Regions from separate parts of the Mus musculus genome. Here regions 1, 3, 4 and 5 are each linked to region 2. The links are chromatin contacts, called in public HiChIP or PLAC-seq, capture Hi-C and promoter capture Hi-C maps. All regions are on one chromosome and are shown on one strand. The core of a region is the stretch at or near the end of the contact, and the rest is flanking DNA. Distances in the headings are between cores, read along the strand shown. Region 1 holds the start of Zc3h4 (zinc finger CCCH-type containing 4). Region 2 holds the start of Pglyrp1 (peptidoglycan recognition protein 1). Region 3 holds the start of Nop53 (NOP53 ribosome biogenesis factor). Region 4 holds the start of Slc1a5 (solute carrier family 1 (neutral amino acid transporter), member 5). Region 5 holds the start of Ehd2 (EH-domain containing 2).

Evidence for each region. HiChIP or PLAC-seq counts read pairs in DNA pulled down with a chosen protein or histone mark. Capture Hi-C pulls out chosen DNA fragments and counts their contacts.
Region 1: a contact with region 2 is called in a capture Hi-C map of embryonic stem cells, with 4 times the contacts expected there. The contact joins the promoter of Zc3h4 here to the promoter of Pglyrp1 in region 2. A contact is called at or near these places in 1 of 39 promoter capture datasets (neutrophils) and 1 of 9 other capture datasets (embryonic stem cells).
Region 3: an H3K27ac HiChIP or PLAC-seq map of embryonic stem cells shows a contact between it and region 2, with 7 times the contacts expected there. The contact joins the promoter of Nop53 here to the promoter of Pglyrp1 in region 2. A contact is called at or near these places in 3 of 39 promoter capture datasets (cranial neural crest, hippocampal neurons and liver) and 2 of 115 datasets of contacts at active chromatin or transcription factors (astrocytes and embryonic stem cells).
Region 4: an H3K27ac HiChIP or PLAC-seq map of acute myeloid leukemia shows a contact between it and region 2, with 9 times the contacts expected there. The contact joins the promoter of Slc1a5 here to the promoter of Pglyrp1 in region 2. A contact is called at or near these places in 1 of 39 promoter capture datasets (liver), 2 of 115 datasets of contacts at active chromatin or transcription factors (acute myeloid leukemia and embryonic stem cells) and 1 of 9 other capture datasets (liver).
Region 5: a contact with region 2 is called in a promoter capture Hi-C map of liver, with 4 times the contacts expected there. The contact joins the promoter of Ehd2 here to the promoter of Pglyrp1 in region 2. A contact is called at or near these places in 2 of 39 promoter capture datasets (hippocampal neurons and liver) and 1 of 9 other capture datasets (liver).

The regions. Positions count from the first base shown.
Region 1 is chr7:16,399,790-16,402,489 of GRCm38.p6, reverse strand. Zc3h4 (zinc finger CCCH-type containing 4) reads right to left here and starts at 1,294. Exons shown (of 14, transcript NM_198631.2): 1 at 1,184-1,294. The coding sequence starts at 1,197.
Region 2 is chr7:18,883,295-18,885,994 of GRCm38.p6, reverse strand. Pglyrp1 (peptidoglycan recognition protein 1) reads right to left here and starts at 1,305. Exons shown (of 3, transcript NM_009402.2): 1 at 1,022-1,305. The coding sequence starts at 1,269.
Region 3 is chr7:15,944,718-15,947,417 of GRCm38.p6, reverse strand. Nop53 (NOP53 ribosome biogenesis factor) reads left to right here and starts at 1,310. Exons shown (of 13, transcript NM_133831.3): 1 at 1,310-1,588; 2 at 2,064-2,128. The coding sequence starts at 1,365. Gm24576 (a long non-coding RNA gene) reads right to left here and starts at 1,325. Exons shown (of 2, transcript XR_391165.4): 1 at 1,118-1,325; 2 at 1-957. It also overlaps a transcript of Ehd2 not described here.
Region 4 is chr7:16,780,051-16,782,750 of GRCm38.p6, reverse strand. It overlaps Slc1a5 (solute carrier family 1 (neutral amino acid transporter), member 5), which reads right to left and starts at 1,405. Exons shown (of 9, transcript NM_009201.2): 1 at 276-1,405. The coding sequence starts at 850.
Region 5 is chr7:15,966,273-15,969,053 of GRCm38.p6, reverse strand. Ehd2 (EH-domain containing 2) reads left to right here and starts at 1,519. Exons shown (of 6, transcript NM_153068.3): 1 at 1,519-1,634.

The sequences.
Region 1 (2,700 bases), core at 45-2,544, 2.5 Mb after region 2:
GTGGGTGGCATTTCTTTTAAAAGGCAAAGGAGGGTCTGTGAAGGAGAAAGGGAGAACAGGAGGTGGGAGTGGGGAGAAAGGGCTGAGACCCATGGTCTGAAGGGGTCCTCTGCGGTTCCCTGACGGCTGCGAGCGAGGCTTCTGTCTAGCGCATTCTCCACCCTACCCCCACCCCCGCCTGCAAGACTAGCTTTTCTGCTCCCTGAAACCCACCTATTTTCAAACCTACTCACTCCAGCTCCCAGGAATCAGCAAACTATGTACCCCTTATCTTTCGGCTCCAGCAGGGCAAAAATGGCCCCAAACCTCTCATCCTCAAAACACGCAGGGCTGGTCCCATTATCACCCGCCAGAGAAGGGCGTGGGGAACCCATTTCGCACTAGAGGACAAGAGGCGCCACAGTTCACGTCCTGCCAAAGCACACGGGGGAGATCTTTGCTCCCAAGGGGGCGATTGCACCCTGTTTTGCCCCAAAGAGGGGGCGATGCCCGGAGAAAGCGGTGGCCAACTTCCTCTACTATCCAATGCAGGAAAAGCAACCTTCATACAACCCCCCCGCAAAAAAACAAAAACCTTAAAACTAAGGACCCTCCACCACTGACTGTCACCTACCTACAAAAAGAGAGGGACCCCCCAAAAAAAAAAAAAAAACCAATAGGGTTTCCAAAGAAGGTCAGGGGATTTAATCAAAAGAGCTGGAAATGCACCCGTTACCTGCCTGCCTTCTAGGGAGAAGCTAGAAAATACCTCCCGCCAAAAAATTAAAAGTGCACCAGAGCCCCCATCCTAAGGAGTCCTCCTTAGAACGAAAGAGCGAAGGCTGATCCAAACCCCCATTTTTCTGCCTCCGTTAGACTCGGGTACCTATCCAAAATGGACAGGGTATGCGTCCCCCAGGAGAAAGGATACTGTAGGGGATTGGGAAGACCCCCAACTCCGAACCCCTTAAGAGAGGAGCTGCAAGCTGGAGATGCCCCTAAAACAAGAGAATCCGGGGGCCCCTCCCCCAAAAGCCTTCCCCGAAGCCAGGCGACAGGCCGCTGACGGCCAGCTCCCGGAGCAGGGGCGGCCGAGGAGGCTGATGGGCCTCGGCAAGCCCACCCCCTTGGCGGCCCGTGCCCCGGGCGGGCGGACGGACCGACAGACCGGCGGGCGCGGGGGGTCCGGGGGGCGCCTCCTCACCTTCCCCTCAGCATGGCGCCCAAAAAAAGACAGAGCGAGAGCGAGGGAGAGCGGGCGAACGCCGCGAGGGGGGGCAACGCATGAGGCCGGGAGAGAAAGCGAAGCGAGAAAGAGCGAGCGAGCTAGAGACACCCACCGACCCCGCCCTTCCTCCTCCTCCTCCTCCTCCTCCGCGGCCCGGCCCAACATGGCGGCCGTCCCCTTCCTCCTCCTCCTCCCCCCCTCCCACGGGGGACGCTGCCCGGCCCAGGCCGGGGGGCCTGACCTGTCGTCAGGGAGCGGGAGGCGGTGGTGGAGGAGGTGCGGGGTGGCCGCGCGGCCGTCGGGGGAACACGGAGGAGGCGAAGGCGTTGATGGCGGCGGTGGCGATGGCGGCGGTGGCGACTCTGATGGCGGCGGCGGGGGGGTCCCGGGCACGGCCTCCATCGTTCCTTTGAGGGGGAGGGGATGTTAATGCACCAAAAAGGACTGCTTGGGCGTGGCGGGAGGGGCACACTTCAGCGCTCCGGGGCCTCCTGATGGGAACTGGGCATATAGATACATAGATCGATATCGAGTATTTTTTTTTTCGGTTTCGGAGTCACCTCTGAGCCGACTTCCACGTAGGCCGCGAGGCCTAGGCCCCGGCAAGGCCGCCCGCCGCCTGCTTTCTCCGCAGCCTGGCCCTGAGGTCACTCGCTCACGGGCACGGGACCCTCATCGGGACGAGAGGTCCCCTTCCGCCACACACGCACGCACACACACACGCGGCCCCCCAAGGCCTGAGACCCGGGGGACACGGACACTGGTGGGTGGTTGGGTGTAATTAGCGCGGGCCCGCGCGCGACGGAGCAAGCGAAGGGAAAGGGGGGGAGAGGAGAGCGAGCAGGGGGGATGGTTAAAAAAAAATCGGGGAGAAGAGGGATCGGGCTATGGAGATGGGCCGACTGTCTGCCCGCCCTAGATGCCCCAGCTGCCGGGCCCCCGCCGCGGTCAGGAATTCACACAAAATGGCGGCACAGCCGGGACAAGCACGGAGGCTGAAGCCGGAGGAAGGGCGTGGAGGGAGGGGGTAGCGGAGAGGCCGGAGGAGCGTCACGTGGAGAAGGGCAGAGCCAGCCCGCCCGAAAGTCGGCGAAAAGAGCCGAAGCGGAAGGGCGAGGCGGAGGAGAGGGCACGGAAAGAGCCGAACACAGCTGAGATTAACGAGACTCTGAAAAAAGCCGGAAAGAGCCGAGGGAAGATCTAGGTCACTGCAGCAACGCGGAGCGGATCAGAGACCCACCTAAAGGACCAAGGGTGGTCGTGGGGGCGGGGCTAGGGAAGGCCGGGAGAGCCGGAAATAGCCGAAGCGCTTCGGGATGGGAGAAGCCCCCCCCTGGGGGGGGGCGAGGCGAGAGTCCGGAAAGAGCCGAAGTCAGGGAAGGGATCCCGGGAGGAGGCGGAAGTAGCCGAAATACATTGAGCGGAGCGAATAGGAATTAGCGAATAAGCTGAACGGGTGGGGCTAGAAAGGCGATTAATTAACTCAAGGGTAA
Region 2 (2,700 bases), core at 56-2,555:
TCACCATGACCTTTGCGTCCGTGCCCCCTCCCTCCCTTCCCACCCCATCTTTGGCTGAAGGAACCTCCTAGGACTTGCCTCTGTGCCGGACACCCCAATCCCTAGCTTCCTTCTGCCTCTTCTAGAGCCACATCAAAGCCACAGGAAGCCGTCCCTTACCTAGGGATCTGACATCTCTCTCACCTATTTCCCCCCACCTCCATCCACCCTTATTGGAGATAAGATTTTGCTGAGAAGCCCAGGGTAGCCTTGAACTCACAGCAATCCTCTTTTTTTTTTTTTTTTTTTTTTTTTGCAATCCTCTTTCCTTATCCTTCCAACTGCTGGGATTACAGGCATCAATACTGTGCCTATCAAAGCCCTCCCCCCTAAAGCATGTGTGTGTGTGTGTGTGTGTGTGTGTGTGTGTATGTGTGTGTGAGTGAGAGATGCGTGTATGTGATGCATGCGTAGGTGTCACGGACACCATCAGTCCATCAATAGTCAGTTTTCTCCTTCTGCCTGAGTTAGAACTCAGGTTGTTGTACTTGCTAGGAAACACCTTTACACACGGAGCCAGTGGGTTCTTGGTCCACCCCAAACACATCTTTTTCTGTCTTTATGCACACAGGGCTATCGTGATATGCTTCAAGCAATGCTCCCATCTAGAACTCTGGCACACAGGAGACATTAGCCCATAGCTTTGGGGCTCCTGCCATATGCTAGCCAGTTTCCTGGGTATTGGGTATTAGGGGCCATAATACCGTTGACCTTTGCAGAAGAGGAAGCTGGGCCCTGAGCATCTGTTTCCCTGGTCCTGCCTTGCAATATGCCCACTCACTTGGTGCAAGGCTCAGCCTGGTGTTGTCCTGGCAAGGCCTAGGCCTTTAGGAAAGATACATATGAAAGTCACCTTGTATGTGAAGCAGCTCCTGTCCCCTCTTACAGGGGAGAAAGCCTCAGCACCCACAGGAGATTGCAGATCCAGCACCAGGAGGGTTGGAAGGTGTGGTCGACCTCCTTCAGCCCACTCCATACTCACTTGTAGGCTACATCGCACCAGCCCAGCTCATTCTTGTGGTAATGCTGCACATTGCGGGCCTGCTGTTCACAGGAGTCCGGGCTGTTGCAGAAGCTGCCGGCTGTGTGTGAGATCACCACGTAGCGAACTGGGTGCCCCAGGCGGCTAGAGCACTCGGATGGCAGGGCCCTCCACTCACTGCGGGGCACGATGAAACTGCAGGAGGTTGCCAGACCCAGGAGGGCAAGGAGAGCACAGGCAAACAACATGCTGGACGTGCCGCACAGGACTGCAGGGCTGTGTATGAGCTGGCCCTCATCCTGTGTACTTTATCTTCTGGGCATGGTGAAGGGTGTGGGCAGAGGAAGGGCTTGCTTCACACCTGGGCGGGACTTTCCGACCCAGACCCAGCTTCCTCCTTTAACCAGAGGTGGGGCCGTGATGGAGCCTTTGCTAAGTGTCAGTAGGTGGGGAGAGAGGCTCTCTCATCAGGAAGGGCACAAAGGACTGGACATTCAGTTGTTTCCTGGGGTTTCCAAGGCTTAGATCTCAGTGGGGGATGGTGTAACCTAACAGGAACTTGCATAGGTAAGGGGCCCAGGGCTTTGGCACAAACTTACTTCCTGCAGGTGGGGCTAACAAAAGTTCCTTTTAAGAATGTATTCCTGTATGAGTGTCTCACATAGCTTAGGATGACTTTGAACTCTGTTTAGCCAAGGATGACCTTCAGCTCCTGCTCCTCTTGTCTCCACACCCCAAGTACTGAAGTTACAGGTGTGCACAGCCTCTGCACCTGGCTGCAGATCCCACAGGGTCCAAGTCTGAGGATGCTCAACCCTACGGGGCAGGACAGGAGGCTAAGTGTGTGGATGCCCATTGCACAGCAGAGGAAAATGTTTGGAGACTGGAAGTCGCTTCCCAAGAAACGGCAGGCAGTAGTGCTTCCTGTCCAGTGTCTGAATCAGCCAGGGTGCCTGCATCCGAACTCCAGCCATTTTCTACTGTGTGAGCCCACACTAACTTCTTAACCTCTTGGTGCCCGTTTGTGTGACTGCAGTATGGAGTTGGTAACAGGGCTTCTGACCCCCAGAGTTGATCAGAGAGAACTGGGTTTCAGCCCTTGGATGTCTGGCACATTGTGTCATGTGTCACTACTACACCTTCAGGCCAGCTCCTGTTTGCATGGTGACCATCGCAGTTCTGCTCTGGAGAGAAGTGACACTGGGTGCAGAGGGTCACATTCATTCAGGTCTTGTGGAGAGCTGTCCCTGGGCTTCTGTCCCAGTCAGACTCCCATTCCCATGCCTCTCACCACACATGGGGATTCAGGACAGACAGCCTTGCTCTTTGCTTTCACTTTGAATGGATTTGGGTATTCCTCCCTTGGGGCCTCTCACATTCTCCAGGGATCTTCAGTAAATCTGTTTGCTCAAAAGTAAATAAATTTATTTATTTATTTATTTATTTATTTATTTATTTATTTATTTATTTATTTATGGTCATGCTACAGATGGAACTCAGGGCCTGTGCTTGGAAGGTAAGCACTTTACTACTGACCTATGCCCCAGCCCCTCACTGGGGGATTCTAGGCAGGGGCTCTACCACTGAGCCACGCCCCCAGCCCCTCATTGGGGGATTCTAGGCAGGGGCTCTACCACTGAGATATGCCCAAAGTTCTGCTTTGTAATATTAAAACTAAG
Region 3 (2,700 bases), core at 61-2,560, 2.9 Mb after region 2:
CCACCCCAGCTCTCTCTCTCTGATCTCCACCACCAATGTTCCCTCTCCTTCTCTGTCCCCTCTCTCTGCCCTCATGATTCTGCCCCCCATCTGTCTGCCTGTCTATCTGTCCACTTGTCTGCCTCTGTCCCTTCACCAAGTCCCACAGTACTCTTGCGTTCCCCCCAATAAACCTTTACACTAGGTCTGTTTTATGGTGTAACTTCTCAGGGGTACACCTTGGCCAGGCCCTCCAAAAATACTCCCTTGCCACATTATATTTCATAACGGCGTGTAAGCATATATGCCACCACAGCATACCTTGTGAAGGTCAAGAACAAACAGCTTGCAGGTATTGGCTTTTTCCAACATATGGGTTATGAGGATTAATCTGAGGCTTGGCAGCAACAGCCTTTCTCTACTGAGGTATCTTGGCAGCCCCACACCCAGCATCTTCTTTAATAAAAAGAGTTAAAGAAAATTTGACTGGACTCCGTCCCTTGGCAGTTACTATTTGGGAAGGAGGGGTGTCCTTCAATGGCATACACACTGGTCAGTTGCCTCTGATCTAGTAACTAACTCTTCACTCATTGCTGGTACAAAAAATCCTAGTAAATCCAGTACGTCACAAAACTACAAAGACACAAGGGAGGAGGGCATTTGGGGGAAAGAAGGGTAGTTCAGTAGGAGTGAGAAGGCAAAGGGAAGCAAAAATGGCAAGGCACGTATGAAACTGGTCTACAGAGTGAGTTCCAGGACAGCCAGGGTTATACAGAGAAACCCTCTCCCGAAAAACCAAACCAAGAAAGCAAGCAAGCAAGCAAGCAAACAAAAAACTTGTATAACTAACAAAATGGTTTGAGTAAAATTTTATGATACCGGGTAAGGTAAATTACTCAGAGTGAGAACCAAGAATCCACATAGCCTACTCCCTACCAACCCGAAATTGCAGGTCGAATCTCTGAATTCGAGGTCAGCCTGGTCTACAGAGTGAGTTAACAGACAGCTAGGCTACACAAAGAAACCCTGCCTTTTGTTGTTGTTGTTTTGTTTTTTCAAGACAGGGTTTCTCTGTGTAGCCCTGGCTGTCCTGGAACTCAGTCTGTAGACCAGGCTGGCCTCGAACTCAGAAATCCACCTGCCTCTGCCTCCCGAGTGCTGGGATTAAAGGCGTGCGTCACCACGCCCGGCTCGAACATTTTTAAAATAAGAAGAGACTGAACGTGATGATTTATCCTTTTGCCAAGACGTAAAACTCTCTATGTAAAAACTACGCTTTATCAAGATGGTCGCAAACAGGAAGTGCGTCATATTACGTCACTCGAGACGCGCACGTTCCAAACCGGATATCGGAGTTAGAGCGACTAAGCTCTTCCTTTAAGAAGATGGCTGCGGGTGGTAACAGGGACGGTGAGAAGCGCGGCTCGAGAAGCCAGGCGGACTCTGGCTTCCTGGGGCTGCGGCCGACCTCGGTGGATCCCGCTCTGAGGCGGCGGCGGCGGGGCCCCAGAAACAAGAAGCGCGGCTGGAGGAGGCTCGCCGAGGAGCCGCTGGGGTTAGAGGTCGACCAGTTCCTGGAAGACGTCCGGCTACAGGAGCGCACGACCGGGTACGTGGGGCGGGACTTCCGGTGGCGTGGCCGTGCGCTTTGCGACCTGGTGCTAGACGGACCGGGCATCCCGGCTCGGTGTGGGAGACCTATCAATAGTATCTTTAACAAATAAGCGTGCGAAAATCCCAACAAAGTTTAAGTTTTCCCCTAGTTTTTTTTAAAATTTGAAACAGGGCCTCACTATGTAGGACGACCTGGCACTCGGTATGTAGACAAGCCTGGCTCCGAACTCAAGTTTCCTCTGCCGCCGGAGTGCTGGCATTAAAACCTTTTGCTACAGAGTTTGAATTTCAAGTGAAAGAGAATAAAGTACGTTCACCCCATCGTGGTACATTTTAAATTCTGTGTGAAAGCTCCAGGTGTAGCCCATGGTTTGAGGAAGAGTTGGGATGGGCCCAAAAAGTTAGACCCCTAAGGGTCTGTTATCTTTCCAGCATTACTTTGGCAAATAGTCTGCATTTTTATCCTTCAGTGGCTTGTTGGCAGAGGCCCCAAACGAAAAGCTCTTCTTCGTGGACACAGGATTCAAGAGAAAAGGTGAGGAGTGCTCTTATGAAGTTGTGTGCTGGTGGTTCTCTGAGTCTTGCACCCGTGAGATCTGCATTGATGACATAATTTAAAGCAAAGCACACACACACACTCTCTCTCTCTTTCTCTCTCTCTCATTTTGGAAACAGTCTTGATCACAAGTTTGGAGGGGAGGGGGGATCGAGACAGGGTTTCTCTGTGTATCCCTGGCTGTCCTGGAACTCACTCTGTAGACCAGGCTGGCCTTGAACTCAGAAATCCACCTGTCCCTGCCTCCCCGAGTCAGTGCTGGGTGTGGTTCATCACCACAGTCTTACCATGTATACCATATTGGCCTCAAACTTAGATCTGCTTGCCTCTGCCTCCTGAGTGCTGGAAATAAAGGTATGCTTTACCACTGGAGACTAGAAGGGGCAGTCTTTAGTATAAAGAATTACTTTGAATGGCTTTGAAACAAGCTTGAGATGATTAAGAAAGGTGACCTGTTGTTCATTTTTGTTTGGTTTTATTGAGCTGTATCATTCAGCTTTTTTTTTTTTTGTCCCCCTTCCCCAAAGAATATGATAGCAAGCATGATAACC
Region 4 (2,700 bases), core at 156-2,655, 2.1 Mb after region 2:
TTATTATTTTTCCTTCCTCTAAAAGCCCTCCATGTTTAGGCCCGCCCCCAAATTTGGAGAACTTCCGTAAAAGTTCACCCTTCCAAGATGTTAGCGGTCCTGTCACCGTTACCTTATTTTCCTAGATTCTAGAAGGCATGACTCAATCTGGAGGACTCAACCTTGGTGACTAGTGGCGGCACACACGGGTAATCCCTGTACTCAGAGGGGGTAAAGCAGAAAGATTGCACGCTTGCACTGGCCCCTAACCACCCCACTGCCTGGCGGGAACGTACCTCACGAGATCTAGAAAGGAATCCAGCACCTCTTTGGTTGGTGCACTGCGGGCACAGGGGTCTACAACAGAGTCGTTGATGGAGGTGATGGCGGTAACGGCGGCGCCCGGCTTCAGCGCCAGGGCCAAACCCACGCCGAGCGCCGACGCGAGCAGTGTGGTGACCAGGAAAAAGAGCAGCGCCCAGGCGCCCACACGACCGAGCGCGCTAGGGTCCAAGCTGGCTGCACCTCCGATCAGGCTGCACACCACGAGCGGCAGGATGATCATCTTCAGCAGACGCAGCAGCAGCTCTCCCGGGAAGGCGAAAGCGGTCAAGCGCGCGGGACCCAGCGCGTCAGCACCGCCCGCCGCCGAGACCCCCAGCCCCAGCCCCACGCCAGCCACCACCGCAGCCACCGTGAGCAGCACCAGCAGGTTGGCGCGAATGCAGCGGCGCACCCGGTCACGGGAACCGCAGCAACCACCTGCTTTCGCACTCTGGTCCTCTCTGGATCCCAGCGCGGGGCCACCGTTCGCGGTGGAATCCACCGCTACTACCCCTTTGGGGTCAGCCTTAGGGGGATCCACTGCCATGCTGAGCCGTAACAGGGAGGTTCCTTGTGAGCCTGGAGACTAGGTGTGACGTCCTTAGGACCGAGAATGGAGGCTGAAACTTTGCAGCGGTCCTTGAAGTTATGCGTCCACCGGATCTCGGAAACTGGAGGGTCCTAGGCTCCCTGAGCTGTATGCGGAGATCCCTTTATTTTTCCTGGTGATGTCGAATCCCCGAAAACTGGGAGTTGAGAGCGCCTTGTTGGAGTAGGGAACAGCTCTTCAGAGGGTTCTTTGACTCCCTGAAGGAGTAAGGAAACTCAGGTAGCTGAGGTCTTCAGGAAGCTCAACCCAAGTGGCATAGATCCGGGATGCCTTGCTCCGGGAGACCGAGATCCCAGGATTAGGACGCCTGGCTCTCGGACTCTTGGGTACTGGAGCCCTAGAAGGAGTGGACCGAGCGTTTCGGGCTCTGGAGAGAAAAATCAAATTTCCAGATGCAAATAGGAAGCAGCCCGGGGGATATGGAAAGTGGCGCCAAGGAGAAACCTCCCAGGCCGCGCCGCGTGTCTCTGAGGCTGCTAGACGGAAGCGACCAGGATTAAAGGCGGAGGGGCGTGACTTGAAAAAGCGGAGGGCGGGACTTGAAAAGGCGGAGGCCGTCCCGCAAGCGCTGATTGGTTATGGAACATTCGGCGCCAGGTGGCGAGCGAGGGGCGGAGCCAAGATCACAGTGGGCAACCTAGGGTGAATAACAATGCATAGCCAGGGGCGGGGCCGGGGCAAGGGCATCGAGCCAGAAAGGGTGCAAAGCCTCCAAAAGGGGCGGGGCGTTGGGAAACTATCCAACCCACACCCACCCACACGCACCTCACCACTGGTCAAAAGAATCTAATTGTGGATCATATCTGATATTCCACAGAAGGACCCCTAGAAAGGGCAGACAGATGAGTGGCACACACCTTTAATCCCTGCTCTCAGGAGGCAGAGGCAGGCAGATAGATCTCTGTGAGTTCAAGATCAGCCTTGGTTGGTCTACAGAGCGAGTTCTAGGGCTGCCAGGGCTACATAAAGAAAAAGAAACCCAGTCTGTAGAAACAAATTGGGGAAAGGGAGGGAGGAGGGGCCAGTAGGCCCCAACATTGAATGTGGGGGATTTGAACTCAGGCCCTCATGCTTGAGCTGCAACCCAGTCTCTTTCCTCAGATAGTCACAGATTGGGTCCTCCCCACAGGAGCATGGCACATGCAACACACACAAATAAACAAATATATAAATAAATGTAGCAAAAAATATTTAAATGGCCAGTTCACCACAAACATTCTTAGTTTAGACACTGTTACCCATCAACTGTAAGAATAACAGACTTAGAGAGGAGGAGGAGGAGGAGGAGGAAGAGGAGGAGGAAAGAGGTCTGCTGAATCCAGAATCTTTGGGACATGTAGGGTGGGGAAAATGAGGCTGAAGTTTGTGGATCAGGATTGGCTAGGAGCGTTCTGCCCCACTGCCTGCCCCTAGTAAGAGAAATACTCAAACTGGTTCCAGCCAGCTCTTTGGCCCAACCTCCTACCCGGATTCCTTGTGATTTCATCAGTGGGAGAAAGGTCTGGGGCTTCCCAAAGGGTGAAGCAGGGTAGTGAGAGGCTGGGCTGAAGGAGGAGGACAGCCAAGAGTCCCTTCCTGAACTCTGTTGACCACTTGAGAAACGCCCTGAAGAATGGCTCTTTTGGAAAGTCTGGAGCTTGCCTGGAGGTGGAGCAAAGGAGGCTACAGGGCTCAGTCTGTTCTACCAGGCGCTCACCCGCAGCTCTCAGGACTGCAATCCCAACTATGGAAGGATTCCAAGGTCATGACCAGCCTGGGCCACAGACATCAGAGTAAAGATGGGAATG
Region 5 (2,781 bases), core at 270-2,769, 2.9 Mb after region 2:
GAGGCAGGAGAATCGTGAGGGTAATTTGGGCTACTTAGTGTCCAGACTCTATTTTAGAATGCCAAAATAAAGTAAGGCATGTGTCATAGTTAGGGTGTCTATTGCTATGAAGAGACACCATGACCACGACAACTCTTATAAAGGAAAGCGTTTAATTGGGGCTGGCTTACAGTTTCAGAGGTTCAATCTGTTATCATCATGACAGGAAACGTGGAGGTATGTAGGCAGACATGGTGCTGAAGAGGTAAGTTGTACATCTAGGTTGGCAGGCAGCAGGGAGAGAGAGACTGGGCCTGGCTTGATTATTTGACACTTCGATGTCCCCCCTCTACCCCCTACACACGTCCTCCAAAAAGACTATACCTACTCCAACAAAAACACAGCTCCTAATAATGCCAGTCCCTATGAGCCTACGGAGGCCATTTTTATTCAAACTACCACCCCGTGTGCTGTGTCTATGAACTGATGCTGAGAGTGTATGCCTGCACCACCGTGCTGGGCATATTCTGTGCTGGCGATAGAACTCAGGGCTTCATGTATCCTAGATGGGCACTGTACCAACTAAGCCACATCCCTAGCCCCATGGCCTTGAGGTTTCTCCCCCTTGTGTTTTTGTTGGTGGCGGTGGTGTTGGTGGTGGTTGGTTGGTTGTTTTTATAGTAGATACACAGCGTCTCTACTACGTAGCTTTGGCTGGTCTGGAATTTGCTATGAAGATCAGGCTGGCTTTAAACTCATAGAGATTCACCTGCCTCTGCCTCCCAAATGCTGGGATGAAAGGCTTGTGCCACCACATTGGGCCTGTGCACTTACATTTTAATAATTTACTTTTATTTATATGTGTTGGTGTTTTGCCTGCTTTGCACATGTGTGTGTGAGGGTGTCAGATCTTGAAGTTACAGACAGTTGTGAGCTGTTGTAATATGTGTTGTAATGTGAGTTGTAATGTGGGTGCTGGGAATTGAATCCAAGTCCTCTGGAAGAGCAGTCAGTATTCTTTTTTTGGGGGGGGGGTGGAGGTTTTTTTGTTTTAGCTTTTGTTTTTCGAGACAGGGTTTCTCTGTATAGCTCTGCTCTGTATAGCTCTGCTGTCCTGGAACTCACTTTGTAGACCAGGCTGACCTCAGAACTCAGAAATCCGCCTGCCTCTGCCTCCCAAGTGCTAGGATTAAAGGTGTGTGCCACCACGCCCGGCTCAGTCAGTATTCTTAAATGCTGACCATCTAACTCTTCCGTCTTGTACTTAAGATTTTAAAATTACTGTTGTTACAGTTATTTTTGAGACAGGATCCCCGCCCCCCCCCCCACGCGGTCCAGCTGGCTTCAAACTTGCATGCACCACTATGATCAGACAAATTATTGGTAGGCCTGCTGCAGCCTCTGTCAACTTATTTGCTAAGAGAGGGAGCCAAAAGCTGGAGGATGGGGCTCACACTGAACTAAGGAGTGCACGCTCGAACCTGTGCGCGTTTTCACAGTGCCCGCCAGGGGGCGCCCGAGGCTGGCGCGGGCTAGGACAGGGGGCCTGGGGCCCGCCCTGCTCGCCGCTCCTAGCGCACGCGGCCCCACCCGTCTCACTCCACTGCGGACAGGACAGAGCTCGGGCTGCTTGCTCTGCGCTCCCCAGATCCCTGGTGAGTGCTCCCCAAATCCCACCTCTCACCCTCGCTCCCCTCTGTAACAGTCTGTGCACTCTCCGTCCCAGTCGCTCCCAATTCCCACACTCCAGGACTACCCCCACCCCTCCTCAAATCTTCCCTCAACCTCCTCAGATCTCCCCAGCCTCTCTTTAGTACTCCGTATAGCCCCCTCCCCCTCCCCCTCCCCCAGTTCTCCCAGTCCCTACCCAGCCTTCATCTTTGAAGACTCCCCCTTTGAAGTGGCCTTCTACCCTCCACACCCATCTCTGCTCCCCTTGGTCCGTCTTGCCACCCAAGAGCCTTCTCTTGCCTCTCGAAGTGCATAGACTCTTCAGCCACCCCTTTTTGAGATGCCCCTCAGCTGCCTCCCTGCCTGGGACATTTCCAGGGTTCCCTCTCTTCATCTATGTCACAGGTTCTTCCGTCCGTTATTTCTCCCACCCCTCCAATCCATTTTCTTTCCACTCTTCCCTTTTCCTTTAAGTCACAATGATTTTATATTTTGATTTGCAACGTTTGGGGTTTTGTTTGTTTGTTTTGATATTTAAATTGTCCCATCTTTGAGTCAGATATGGTGGCACACTCCTTGAACCCCAAGATGTAGAAAGCAGAGGCAGGCAGATCTCAGTCTAAGGCTAACCTGGGCTACATAGGTCCAGGTCAGTCAGAGCTACATAGTGAGAATGTAGGGGGCGGGGATGTCGGAGAGGAAGCTGGTGGTGGAGAGTTCACTGAGAGTCAGAACTGGCTGCTCTTCCAGAGGTAGAGGTAGAGGATGGTCCCGAACTTCTAATCTTGTGTCTGCCTGCCTAGTGCTGAGATTACAGATATGCACTCTGCCCTACATGGTAGCTCAAAACCATCTGTTACTTCAGTCCAGGGGAATCCAAAATTCTTTTCTGGCCCCCAAGGGGCCATGAACATGGAACACAGGCATACATAAAGACACATAAAATATTTTTAATAAAAGAAAAAAAAAAGGAAAAATTGTCTCATCTTTGGCTAAGGAGAGCCATTTCAGGCTGAGTGCTGGGTGGCCTTTGAGCTGACTCAGACTGGCTTGTTCCTTCCTAACCTCCAAGCCCCAGGCCCAGCCCCAGCCCCAGCCCCAGCCCCAGCCACAGCCACAGCCACAGCCACA